3 separate regions of the Mus musculus genome follow, and regions 2 and 3 are each linked to region 1. A link is a contact called in public Hi-C and HiChIP or PLAC-seq data. All regions are on one chromosome and are shown on one strand. The core of a region is the stretch at or near the end of the contact, and the rest is flanking DNA. Distances in the headings are between cores, read along the strand shown.

Region 1 (4,106 bases), core at 1,062-3,561:
CCTGACAAATGCAGCTCAGCTATGAAATGTAAGATGGACCAATACATGCATCATTAGCAAGGAATCCTTTAACACATGTCCTTTCCCATGCTTGCTTTAACAGAACATCATTTCTCCTGTGTCTGCTTCAGTGAAACATTCCTTCATGAGTCTGCCTTAGCCTCTCACCTGTTCATTTCAGCTAAATATTCCTTCACATGTTTGTCCCAGCAAAACACCATCCAACCCACTTTCCAAAGAACCCTTAAGTTTCCACTTCAATGGTGTGTATGTGTGTTTAGTGTGTATGTATGTGTGCTGTATGCATGTGTGTGTTGTGTATGTGTGTGTTGTGTATGTGTGTGTTGTATATATGTGTGTGTCTTATATGTACGTATGTTGCATATATGTGTGTCTTGGATGTATGTGTATGTATGTGTATTGTAAGTATGTACATGGTATGTGTATATGATGTATGTGTAGTGTATATGTGTGTGTGCTGTGTATGTGTGCTGTGTATGTGTGTGGTGTATGTGTAGTGTATATGTGTGTGTGCTGTGTATGTGTGTGGTGTATGTGTGCTGTGTCTGTGTGGTGTGTATGTGTCTGTATGTATAGTGTGTATTGGTTTATGTGGTATGTATGTATGTATGTGTCTGTATATGTATGGTGTATATATGTCTCTGTGTGTGGTGTGTGTGAGAGAACACACAGGTGTTCTGTGGGGTCACAGGACAATTTACAGGAGTTGTTTTTCTCCTTCCAGCCCATGGTTCCAGGGCCTGAAGACAAGTGCCTGTCCTGATGAGCCACCCCACTGGTCCAGAGGAAAATGACTTCATGCCTCCTTTCCCCCCCCTTTCTTTCCCTTTTATGTTTTAAATCCGTATATTTATTTATTTCCATAGTAGGAATTACAAGATGATCAGCCAAGTGTCGGCACAACTGTTTAAAGTGTCATCAGAAAAGTCGGCATTTCCTTTCTTTTCTCATTCTTAGTGGGAGGCTTTTCCTGCTGGCTCTGAGGTGGTGGCTGCTGCTCTCACATTGAGGTTTTGAGAATGGAGAGTGGGAAAGCCCAGCCTGCTTCCCTCCTCAGGATTTGTGTTTTCATTCATAGAGGGGATCCAAATGCTTTCCCTTTCATTGAGCAGGTCTTCTGAGACCTTGCTTTACAGAACGCTGCAAGGTTGTCATATCACAGCATGGCTGGAGTGGAAACCAAGCCATATGTTCATCTCTGGAGGTTCCCTAAAAGGGCCAGCCAGGAGAAAGAGAGGAACCCTTTGCATGTCCCGGTTATCACTTCTGTCACAAGCTCAAACACTAGTGCTCCTTGTAGGACACTCCCTGGTGGAAAGTGATATGTCAGGTATACTCTCCCCTTGTTGATTTGGAATGTACAATTAGAATCTTACTATGTTGCCCAGGCTATCCTGAAACTCACCATCTTCCTGCTTCAGTCCCAGGTACTGGGACTCTGTGTGCGTAACCAGTCATGCCATGGCCACCCCCAGCCCACCCTCGCCCCCAAATGTCTTCATTCTGAGTCAGGAGCTCACTGAGCACCTCAGCCCTCCTCAGCCCTCCTCAGCCCTGCGACATAGTGTACTGCTCGCTGTCTTTTGGAACTCATAGAATGAGTGTACTGCTCGCTGTCTTTTTGGAACTCATAGAATGGGAATCATGGGGGCCAATCGTGGCGATTCACATCTACACTCATGAGACAGAGGCAGGAGGATCACAAAGTCACAAAGTTGATTCTGCCAAGGTTATCTAGTGAGCCCCGCTTTAGTTTTTTTAAATTGAAAGTGTGTGTGTGTGTGTGTGTGTGCTTGTGTGTGCGTGTGCATGTGTGTGTGGGGCATCCAGTAGAATGGAGGTCTTTCTGAGTGATGGTCTGCGGTGTGGAGGTGTGTGAGCCACAGGGAATTCAGGGAAGCATGTTACTCCCTCACTTCTGGGTTAGAGCACTCACCACAGAACAGGAACATTTTCCAGGCTGCTGGGAAGCCTAGCACCTGATCTGAGTCACTCAGAGATGAGGTGGTCAGGCTCCCTCTGCCTACAGAGTCTCACAAATGTGTCCTGTGGCTGTTCTGCCCTTGTTTGAACATCACAGATTGTGTCTTCATAGCGGAGGATAGCTGCACTGCCACTATGTGATCTTGTGTGATACTTTGTGTCAACACAGAGCCTTGGAGTCTTTATCACCTTGGCTTATGAACTAGGGTCCACCATTGACCCCAGCCAGTGGCTGGATTTACTGAGAGGTATGGTAAGCTTGCTGCAGGGGGAGGGGCTGGAAGGAGCTGCAAAGCAGCAACGGGTGGGTGGCATCTTTTGTACCTTGGAAGAGACCAATTTGGTCCGGTCCTTATGTAAATTAGTCATCCAGTTGGGATAAACTTGGTTGGTAAATTTAAATGTGAATGAGAGACTCTGCATCCAGAATTGGTCAAGAAAAGGGCGGAAATATATAGGAAAGCCTGCTGAAGGGGTCAGAAGCTGGATAAAAATCACCACACAATACAGTGTAAGCCCATGAGCTTGGGAACTAAGATCTGCAGCCCCAGAATGCATCACAGCCTGCTACCCACCAGCCTTTGCTCTTTTTGTTTCCTGGCCACTTCTCTCCCTTGGAACTTTCTGTTCAGCTTCTGAGGTTTTGTAGTCTTCCAAACAGAGCAGCCAGCTGGGAAACAAACACACAGACCCGATGTGCAGTGTCGGGGCATTGCACACTCAAACCACAATAGCTTTAAATATCTTCCAGGCCAGAGTAACGTGTAGTGGTACATGCTGTGACTGCAGCATTTGAGAAGTTGAGGCAGGAGGATTGCCATGTGTTCAAAAGCCCAGCCGGGGCTGTATAACAAAATCCTGACTCAAACACACCCCCCCCTAAATAAAAAAAGCCAAATCTCTTCTGTCAGACCTAGGATGTGGCTCAGTGGCAGGATGATTGCTAGCTTGTGTGGACAAGGCCCTACCCTCCATCCCCAACATGGAGAAAAAAGGCCAAGAGTGGTGACATAGGTCTGCAATTCTAGCTCATGGGAAGCTGAGGCAGGACCATCACAAGTTTAAGGCCAGTCTGGGCTTCGTAGCAGACCTTGTCTCAAAAGCAACAATACGGGGTGTGGTTTGAGATAGGTTTGTAGTTAAGAGCTCTTGCTGCTCTCACAGAGGACCTGAGTTAGTTCCCAGCATGTTCTCTGGGTGGCTCAAAGCCACTTGTAAGCCGCAGGGGGTCTTGTTTTAAGTTAGAGCTTCTATTGCTGTGATAAAACACTATGACCAAAAGTAACCTGCCTCACAGTCAATCATCTTAGGGCAGTCAAGGCAGGAACTCAGTCAGGAACACGGAGGTAGAAACCGAAGCAGAGCCGTGAAGGAATGCAGCTTACTGACTTCCTCACTATGGCTTGCTGAGCCTGCTTTTTATATACTGCAGCCACCCGTATCAATCATTAATTAAGAAAATGCCCCCACAGGATGGCCTATAGGCCAATCTTATGAAGATTATTTTTTTCTTGTTGTGGTGCCCTCATCTCAGATCAGTTTAGCTTGTAACAAGTTGACAAAAACAAAACAAAACAGGACAATTGATCCCCTTGTCAACCTGACACAAAAGCACATCACTACTCAACAGCAACCTTTCCTTTCTTGTTTATCCCCAAGATCTCATATTTATCAATATCTCAACATAAAATACACAGCACCTTTCTAAAAAAAGATTTATTTATTTTATTTATATGAGTACACTTGTTGTAGCCCCCGAATTATTGATGCTAACTCTCTGCAGTTAATTGCCCTGCTCCTTGGAAGCCTCACCAAAGAGACTCCAGTGTTGTGTACAGACGGTTTGACTCTTCCTTCTGTGGCAAGCGCAGCACTCTGGCAGCTGGTTTCTGTACTGCATCTCCCAGCAGCAAACCCGTGGCTTCCTCCCCTCTCTAGCCACTCTGAGGAAACCCAGCCTGGCATTAGAATGATACTGTCCATAACCCCCCCTTAATAAAACACCCCAGGGAGCCAGATGCCAGTTTGAGACAGCCTCCCCGCCTTGTGACACCAGAATCTAGCCCTCCTTCCAATAAACTGCCGAGCTCTCCAGGTGCCTG
Region 2 (4,106 bases), core at 642-3,141, 390 kb after region 1:
CCTCCAGCCTCGCCTGCCGGCTCCACGCGATTACCCCCTCCGGCCCTGAGACTTCAAGGATCCCGCGACCCGCGCCTCCCCCGAGCGGCCTTCAAGCCCTGCGGGCCGGGCCCGCGGGCTGGACGCTGTAGGCCGCCAGCTGAGATTCGGCCATCTCACTCTTGCCCTCCCGCCGCTGTCAGCGCCGCGGGCTCGGCTTCTGGTTCGCAGCAGGGCGCCCGGAGGCCTCGCCTCTCGGCCCTCCGCCGGAACCTCTGATGTCCTCGGGCCGCCCCGGGCGGGAGGAGGCCGGAATTGGGCCTGGGGCGGGCCATCTCACCTGCGCTGTGGCCGCGCTCCGGGGCCTCCCGGCGGGCTCCGCAGCGGCAGCTGGGGCCGGGCCTGGGCCCGGGGCGCGCCTCCCTGCGCCTCGGCCTCGGCCTCCGCCTCTGCGGCCTCCGCGGCCTCCGCCTCAGCAGCAGTGGTAGCCGCGGCGGCCATTCATTGTGGGCCAGGCCGCCCCAGCCGAGCGCCGAGGAAGCGCACGGCGCTGCCGGCAGGGAGGAAAACTGCCTCGGCCCCGCCCCTTAGGCAAGCTTAGCCGCGCTTCGAGCGCTTCGGTTCTCACCAGCTCCTCTTTCCTCCCGGGTCTCGGTTCTGTAGACGGGCTAAGTTGAGTGACTGCGGGACAGGTTGCTCTGTATCTTGGAGCTTCAGTTTCTTGTAAAATGAGAACAACTGTTGTTCCAGGAACAGTTTAGGCTCTTTGTGGAAATGAGGTTTCATGGAGCTGAGCTGAGTAAACTATCAAGATCACAGGAAAGTGAATACGAAGATTTAAACTTAGGTTCAAGAGGTTAATAAAGTGAAAACTCAGGATGCTTATGCGATGTGAAGTTCTGTTAGCATTTTGCACTAACTCAGATAATTATACGTCTTATAACTAATGTTAGAGAGGCCTGACTACTTTTTGGATGGGTAGCAGAGTCAAGAACAGAAGAGTGCGGACTGGATTAAGAGTGTCTACTGGCCGGGCAATGGTGGCACACACCTTTAATCCCAGCACTTGGAAGGCAGAGGCAGGATTTCTGAGTTCGAGGCCAGCCTGGTCTACAGAGTGAGTTCCAGGACAGCCAGGGCTACACAGAGAAACCCTGTCTCAAAAAAATTAAGAGTGTGTACTGCTCTTGTTGAATAGAGTTCAGTTCCCAGCAGTCATGTCAGATGGCTACAGTTCTAGAAACTATCACCTTTTTGCTCTTTGAGGACTTACACACAACTGCACACATACACAAAAATAACAAAAAAATAAAATTTTGAAACAAAATAAGTACCGTTGGGCCTGGTAGAAATGCCTGAAATCTCACCATATGAGAGACTGAGGCAGGAAACTCTAATCTGCCCTGGGCTATATAACTCCAGGACAACCTGGATTAAGAGTGCCCTCTACCCCCAATTAACAGATAACATATAGCAAGGCAAGCTAAGATAACTCTCACATCCCGGATCTCCATATTTTCCTGATGCATACATTAGGCCAACACTCAGTCTGAGTGGCTCCTTTGCACACTTCCCAGGCATTCGGTTATTTAATCTTTGCCCTTGACAGCTAAGATTCCTATTTAACAGGTAAGGGAAATAGGAGCCTTACATTTTAATTAACTTGCCCAGAGTACGTGGTGGGACTGAGATTCAAAGACAGTGAATACTATTCTAGAGCCTGAGTTAACCTACAAGGTGCACACAGAAGACATCTAAAGGTGCAGAGTGCCTCCGCTTTTTGCCCTGAATTAAACTAGTGAAACTCCCTTGTAGAAGAGTTGTATTATTAAGAATCACTGGTGTAGTGTAGCCTGCGCACTTCCTTCCCTAGAAGAGTCTTGACCCTGGTCGCCCACTGTAGGTAATGTCTCTAATTGGTCAGTTATTGTCATGTGATTGGCCCGCCCTCTTTGCCAACATGGCGGCTCCCAGGCCCTAATGCGAGAAGCATGCACCGTGACTCGTTGGATCCTGTGAGCGGAAGGGAGACGCTTGTCCGGGTGGGTGGGTGGGTGGGTGGGTGTGTGGGTGTGGTGGGAAACCTGAGCCGAAGAGAGAAGTTTGTCCGGGTGTGTGTGTTGGGAAATCTGAGCCGCGGGCCTTAGCCTCTGTTGGGTCCAGTGCCCTCGAGAACGCAGGATGTTATGGAGGCCACCGGATTTTAGTTTCTACTTTATAGATATAGAGGCCACCCCCGCCCCAGAATGCAGCTCTCTGACCTCCCTATGCCTTTTCCCTTCTCTCGAAAACGGCAGGCGGGTTGAGGCGCCCGCGGATGTCCCTCGCGAGGACGATCCTGTGGCTAAGCCGTCCTCTCCGTCCGGCCCACAGCCTCTGTAGAGCTCAGTTCATGGAACGGAAGGCCCAGAAGCCTCCCTCTCCACCAGCGATGGAGAACGGCACCCGGTCCTGGGAAGAGCGCCCACCCGCGGACCCGGTTGCGACTGTCACTGAGGGCGCCGCCAAAATCGTCTTTCCCAGTGCTAACGAGGTTTTCTATAACCCGGTGCAGGAATTCAACCGGGACCTGACGTGAGCAAGGGTCGCGGGTTAGCTTGGCCAAGGGGAGTTGGTCAGTTAGGTAGAGGTTGTACGAGAATATCAGTCCGGGACGCGGCACTCAAAGGAAGAGAAAAGTTGGTAGAGAGGCGTCAGCATTAGTCGAAGGCCAACATCTTGAAAGATGAAGGCACATACCGGATTTTTATATTAAGTGCCAGGACTATACATTCCTTTTAGGGTCCTCCTGTGTTCAAGGTGTGTGGCTCCCCTTTTCCCTTTACAATGTGGTCGTGGACTTTGACTTCCGAGAGTTAATTCCTGTAGTTGTATTCACACAGACCTGTTACTTTTCTGCAAGTCAAATTTCACGTCAGTTTACATACATTGAATTGAAGAGGGGGGGGACTTTGCAAAAGTCACCTTACGGTTTTCTGGGTTTAACTAAAGATAGAGCAGTTAGCATTTTTAGCCTTTGAGATGGGATTTCTCTACTAGAATTTGGGGCAGTAAGGAAGGGACTTTATGGATTAGGGAGGGACAACAACCTTTTCAACTGTCAAAGGGAGGACTGAGGACCTGGGCCACAGCTAAGGAGCTGGCATACAATGTGACCACCTCCCTACCATCCCCTCCTCCAGGTGTGCTGTGATCACAGAGTTTGCTCGAATTCATCTTGGGGCCAAGGGAATCCAGAGTGAGTGGAGGTTCAGGCCTGGGGGGAAGAGTATCACTCACAAAGTTCACTTCCCACTTCATCCACACCTCATTTAGGTTCCTGAAAGCTCTAGGCTCTCTGCTCTTTCTGCCTTTCTCCTGGGGGTTCAGGGAAACACCTTCTTGCATGAATCATCAGGATTTTGACCATTTGAAAGTTACGGTGAAATTTCTTAAAAGGATCATTGATAGTCTGGTTTTTGCCTGAGTGACTGCAGTCAAGGTTCCAGGAGAGAAGGACTCAGAGAAAATAGCTGTGGACTTGTCTGATCAAGAAGAGGAAACAGCTGGAAAGAATGAAAATCTGGCCCCAGGGGACTGGCCACGGACTGCTGCAGTGGGTGAGATCTGTGAGGTACGGGCCTCAGAAAGAAGTGGCCACTTGGGAGTTTGGGTGAGAGGAAGGAGCTGAGGGGCTCTAGAAAGTGGTTGTGGGAGATCCACCACAGCCCAGAAAAAAAGGAGACCTGGACATCAGTCAGAGGGATAGCTCCCTGGGAAAGCACATGCCACAAGACCCTTGAGAGTTTGATCCTCAGAATCCAGTTAGTTAGGAGCCATGTGGGTGCTGTAAAATGGTGGGAGGAGAGAACTGATTGAATTGTAAATGAACATTAAAACAGAAATAAGACATGTCTTTCTTTGCCTCCTTCCAATAGGAAGGTCTACGAGTGCTGGAAGGCCTGGCAGCTTCCGGTCTGCGCTCCATCCGTTTTGCCCTGGAGGTTCCTGGCCTCCAGTCTGTGGTTGCCAATGATGCCTCTGCCCGGGCTGTAGAGCTTATGCACAGAAATGTGGAGCTCAATGGTGTGGCACATCTTGTTCAGCCCAACCAGGCAGATGCCCGGTAGGTTGATTAGCCATTGTCA
Region 3 (4,106 bases), core at 484-2,983, 300 kb after region 1:
CCTATGATGTGTCTCCAGGACTCCTACAGATCTTAAGACTGGGGCACCAGAAAGCTCCCTTCTAGCCAGAGACCCCATTCCCTCCTGCCTCCTGCCTGCTGGTCGTAACCATGTGGTCCCCAGGCAGAAAACTCACAATGCTCTGTGGGCCAATCACCAGAGAGCCCGGGAAACTGGAGAGCATATAGCCAGACTCCAGGGGACAGCTACGAGAGGCCTGGGGGAGCCAAAAATCCAGATCGGTGGGCAACGTCCAAATTTAAAATTAGCAACTTTGTATTTAAAAACAAAACCACTTAGGCCCAACAAATTACTTTCATTGGCTATATTGGGTCATTTGCCACCCATCACCAACCTCCGCTGATGCCCCCCTGGAGAGTCCTGGGCCTTGCCCACAGTTTCCAGCCACTGTCTCTCTTCACTAACAGCCTGGGAGGGAGGCCAGAGGCAGTGACTAGACCTGGGTTTGGAGGACAGGCAGGGCCCACCTAGGGAAGTCCAGGGGCCAAGAATAGCCTCATCTCCCCACCCGCAGCAGCGGCCCCTTGGTAGGCCCTGGGCTGATCAGAGCTCACTCGCCCTGGGAGCTGAGACCTTCCTGCTTCCCGCAGGCCTGGTCCCGAGACACCACCCAGCCCCAGAAGCTGAGAAGCCATCCCTGAGAGGGGGGAAAAGGGCCCCTAATGCATCTTCTCCGACTCAGCGGGCAGCGAGGACTCACCCTGCAGCCGAACAGCCCCAGCTCCCTCCCGTCCTCCCCATTCCCGCTCGCCAAGGGGGTAAGAAAAGATGCCCTTCCGCTTCTCCCCATTGGCTCCAGCCGCTGCTCCTCTGGGCCGTGGGGTGAGGTCAGGGCGGGCAGGAGCGGGTGGGCAGCTCGGCAGGGCAGGGCAGGGCAGGGTGCCCGGTGAGTCCCAGGACAGATGCATTTCTGGCCCCGAGCGTAACATGCCCTCGGAACCGCACTTGCCCCCTAGGCCTGCGTGTGCTGGTGCCCTTCCCCCACCCCGCCCGTGTCTGTGCTTTGTACTCTTGTGCTGGGTTCTGCAACTTGACCCGCTTGTGTCCTATCGTCTCAGTGCATTTGGTTGTTGGGAGAAATAAAAACCATCTCGATTTTTTTCCTGATTGGATGATTCGGATGTATTTTCTTTTCTGTGCTCTTTTGTTATTTCCTCCTGGACCCTGTTCCTTTCTTTTCCTCCCCCTTCCCACACCTTTTCCCCACTTGTGAGTGGGCCTGGCTGGGTGGGCTTAAGCTTTTGAGTTGATATCTCTTCCCTCCCCTAACCCCCTCCTCTCCCTCACTCCTTTTTTATTTATTTATTTTTTGAGTTCCCCTCTGCTCCATTGCATTAACGGTGCTTTCTCTCCTCTCCCTCCTCATTTGGGGTGTGGCTTGCTTTTTTCCTATTGGTTGGCTTCATGTAGGGGCCTCTGTGAGTGTTGAATACTCTAAGCTCCTCAGGGTGGGTGGAAGGTCACCTTTCTTCCTCATCTCCTCAGAATAACTTCATCAACCTGAGCTTTCTCCGCCTCTTCCGTGCTGCCAGACTCATCAAACTCCTCCGCCAGGGTTACACCATCCGCATTCTCCTCTGGACTTTCGTGCAGTCCTTCAAGGTGAGACACAGCCGCCGCTACTGCTGCCGGCCCGTCCCGGGCCAGAACAGACCTCCTAGCTCCGGGTAAAATGGGGAAACCACACTGAAAGTGCTTCTGTAATCGTCTGATGTCTACACCCAGCGTCTACAGAGCTCTGAAGGCCCTGTCCCGAAGCCCTGTAGCCTGGGGCACGTGATCACCTGACCCAGTTCAGAAGGCTCTGGGCAAGTCGCGTGGCGCCCTTTCTCACTGCCTTCCTTCCCTCCAGGCCCTACCTTATGTCTGTCTGCTGATCGCCATGCTCTTCTTCATCTACGCCATCATCGGGATGCAGGTGACCCCGCACCCGTGGGTACCAGGGCTGCGGGAGGGATCCTGCGTCAAAGGGAGCCAGGGTGGCTGTGACTGCCCTCATGGTCACCCTCCAACTCCGCAGGTGTTTGGCAACATCGGCATTGACGGGGAAGACGAGGACAGCGACGAGGATGAATTCCAAATCACGGAGCACAATAACTTCCGGACCTTCTTCCAAGCGCTCATGCTTCTCTTCCGGTGAGGGGCGTGGGGGAATTGTCCTTCCGTTTAGGTTGGGTTCAGACCTGTCTTCATTCTGTGTGTTCATTACTCTTCTGCCTGAGAATATGATCCCTCTGACTCTCCAGTTGGGGTGAAGTTAAGTACTGCCCAAATCTCCGTCCCTTCTTCCCAGCAGTGCTTTCTTTAGGACAAGGATCTGGGACAGAGTACAAGCTTAGAAGGAATGTCACTGGTGTTACCTAGTTGAATCCTCCTGATCAGCTTTTGAGATGGGAGTCCTTCTGAGACCATCTTACATATGCTAGAAACAAAGAATAATCCCTGACCCGCAAAGGACACACTAACAAAACAAGACAGTTCTTTTCATAAAAAGCACGCAATAAGACTCAAATGATTTAGCCAAGGTAGCTTCTCTCTTTTATCCCTGACATAGATATTGACTGTATTTCATACCATTGGTGGCAGCCACTTCAAAAGCTGATGTGATTAGCCAGTTGGTGCAAGGGGACAAGGAAAAATCAGAAAACATAAGCTCTTGCTGGGCTAACTACTTTTAATAGAAGGGGGGAAAGTGTGTCTTATAATCCCCACTCTGTTATACTCCCTCCCCAGCTTTGCCAGCATTAATTGACCATTTGAAGTTTCTAATAGCAGTAAGCCATTGTTATAATAAGTTATGGATTAAGCATGGTCCAAGGTAAGCCCACCTTTCTAGAGAAAGTCCCTTAACCATTTGATTGACCTGGCCCAAGTGCAATGTGAGATTTTCACCCTAGATAGAAAGAGGAAGGTTGCCGGGCAGTGGTGGTGCATGCCTTTAATCCCAGCACTTGGGAGGCAGAGGCAGGAGGATTTCTGAGTTCCAGGTCAGCCAGGGTTACACAGAGAAACCCTGCCTCAAAAAAACAAAAGGAGGGGGGGGAGGAAGAGGAAGAAGAAGAAGAAGAGGGAGAGGGAGAAGAAGAAGAAGAAGAAGAAGAAGAAGAAGAAGAAGAAGAAGAAGAAGAAGAAGAAGGAGGAGGAGGAGGAGGAGGAGGAGGAGGAGGAGGAGGAGGAGGAGGAGGAGGAGGAAGAGGAGGAGGAGGAGGAGGAGGAAAAGATGATGATGATGATGGTGGTTGGTGGTGGTGGTGGTGGTGGTGCTGCTGCTGCTGCTGGAGAGATGACTCAGCAGTTAAGAGCACTGACTGTTCTTCCAAAGATCCTGAGTTCAAATCCCAGCAACCACATGGTGGCTCACAACTATCTGTAATGAGATCTGATGCTCTCTTCTGGGGTGTCTGAAGACAACTACAGTGTACTTACATATAATAAATAAATAAGCCTTTAAAAAAGAAGAGGAGGAGGAGGAGAAGAGGTCTATTCTCTTGACCAGGAGTTTTGTCTCAACAGGCATTTACTGCTTAACTCAGTTTGGGTCTCCATTGCTGTGATGAAACACCATGACCAAAAGCAAGAATGAGGAAGAAAGGGCTTCGTGTCAGAGGCCATCGTTGAAGGAAGTCAGGACAGGAACCCAAACAGGACAGGAGCTGCTGCCATCTTAGTTAGGGTCACTATTGCTGTGATGAACCACCACGACCAAAGCAGCTTGGGGAGGAAAGGGTTAACCCAGCTTACACTTACACATCACTGTTCATCACTGGAGGCAGGAGCTCATGCAGAGGCCATGGAGAGGTGTTGCTCACTGGCTTGCTCTCTGGCTTGTCCATTCTGCTTTTGACCCATGGACCGCCAGTCAAGGGATATAACACCATCCACAATGGACTGGGCCCTCCTCCATCAATCACTAATTAAGAAAATGGCCTACAGATAGCTATTATGAAGGCATTTTTTCTTTTTTTATATAAATATATTTGTTTTCTTTCTTTTCTCCTCCCTCCTCTCTTCCCAGCTCCTCCCCACCACCTCCCCTCCGCACATCCACTCCTTCAGTAAAGAGCAAGCCTCTCGAGAATATCAAC

The links. A called contact is a pair of places that touch in the nucleus more often than the background predicts. HiChIP or PLAC-seq counts read pairs in DNA pulled down with a chosen protein or histone mark.
Region 2: a contact with region 1 is called in a Hi-C map of embryonic stem cells, with 2.8 times the contacts expected there. The contact joins the promoter of Trmt1 here to the enhancer-like site in region 1. A contact is called at or near these places in 6 of 39 promoter capture datasets (the 3T3-L1 cell line, cranial neural crest, frontonasal cranial neural crest and 2 more), 1 of 484 Hi-C or Micro-C datasets (embryonic stem cells) and 1 of 115 datasets of contacts at active chromatin or transcription factors (pancreatic cancer cells).
Region 3: an H3K27ac HiChIP or PLAC-seq map of embryonic stem cells shows a contact between it and region 1, with 6 times the contacts expected there. The contact joins two enhancer-like sites. A contact is called at or near these places in 2 of 15 datasets of contacts at CTCF or cohesin (the NIH/3T3 cell line and large pre-B cells), 12 of 484 Hi-C or Micro-C datasets (the G1E-ER4 cell line, LSK cells, the N1E-115 cell line and 6 more), 9 of 115 datasets of contacts at active chromatin or transcription factors (craniofacial prominence, embryonic basal ganglia, embryonic stem cells and 3 more) and 1 of 9 other capture datasets (embryonic stem cells).

What each region holds. Positions count from the first base shown.
Region 1 is chr8:84,295,205-84,299,310 of GRCm38.p6, forward strand. No RefSeq gene overlaps it. Among named protein-coding and RNA genes, the nearest start is that of Ccdc130, 27 kb to the left of the region's middle. Within about 2 kb of position 2,312, at least 5 of the 459 cell types and tissues checked have an H3K27ac peak or open chromatin away from gene starts, as enhancers often do. A contact at or near this core is called in embryonic stem cells, where this site is marked.
Region 2 is chr8:84,687,356-84,691,461 of GRCm38.p6, forward strand. Trmt1 (tRNA methyltransferase 1) reads left to right here and starts at 1,892. Exons shown (of 17, transcript NM_001164559.1): 1 at 1,892-1,994; 2 at 2,277-2,553; 3 at 3,162-3,217; 4 at 3,456-3,592; 5 at 3,897-4,084. The coding sequence starts at 2,297. Nacc1 (nucleus accumbens associated 1, BEN and BTB (POZ) domain containing) reads right to left here and starts at 507. Exons shown (of 6, transcript NM_025788.3): 1 at 320-507.
Region 3 is chr8:84,599,883-84,603,988 of GRCm38.p6, forward strand. It overlaps Cacna1a (calcium channel, voltage-dependent, P/Q type, alpha 1A subunit), which reads left to right. Exons shown (of 47, transcript NM_007578.3): 32 at 1,507-1,623; 33 at 1,874-1,939; 34 at 2,042-2,157. Among named protein-coding and RNA genes, the nearest start is that of Gm32854, 13 kb to the left of the region's middle. Within about 2 kb of position 1,734, at least 72 of the 459 cell types and tissues checked have an H3K27ac peak or open chromatin away from gene starts, as enhancers often do. A contact at or near this core is called in embryonic stem cells, where this site is marked.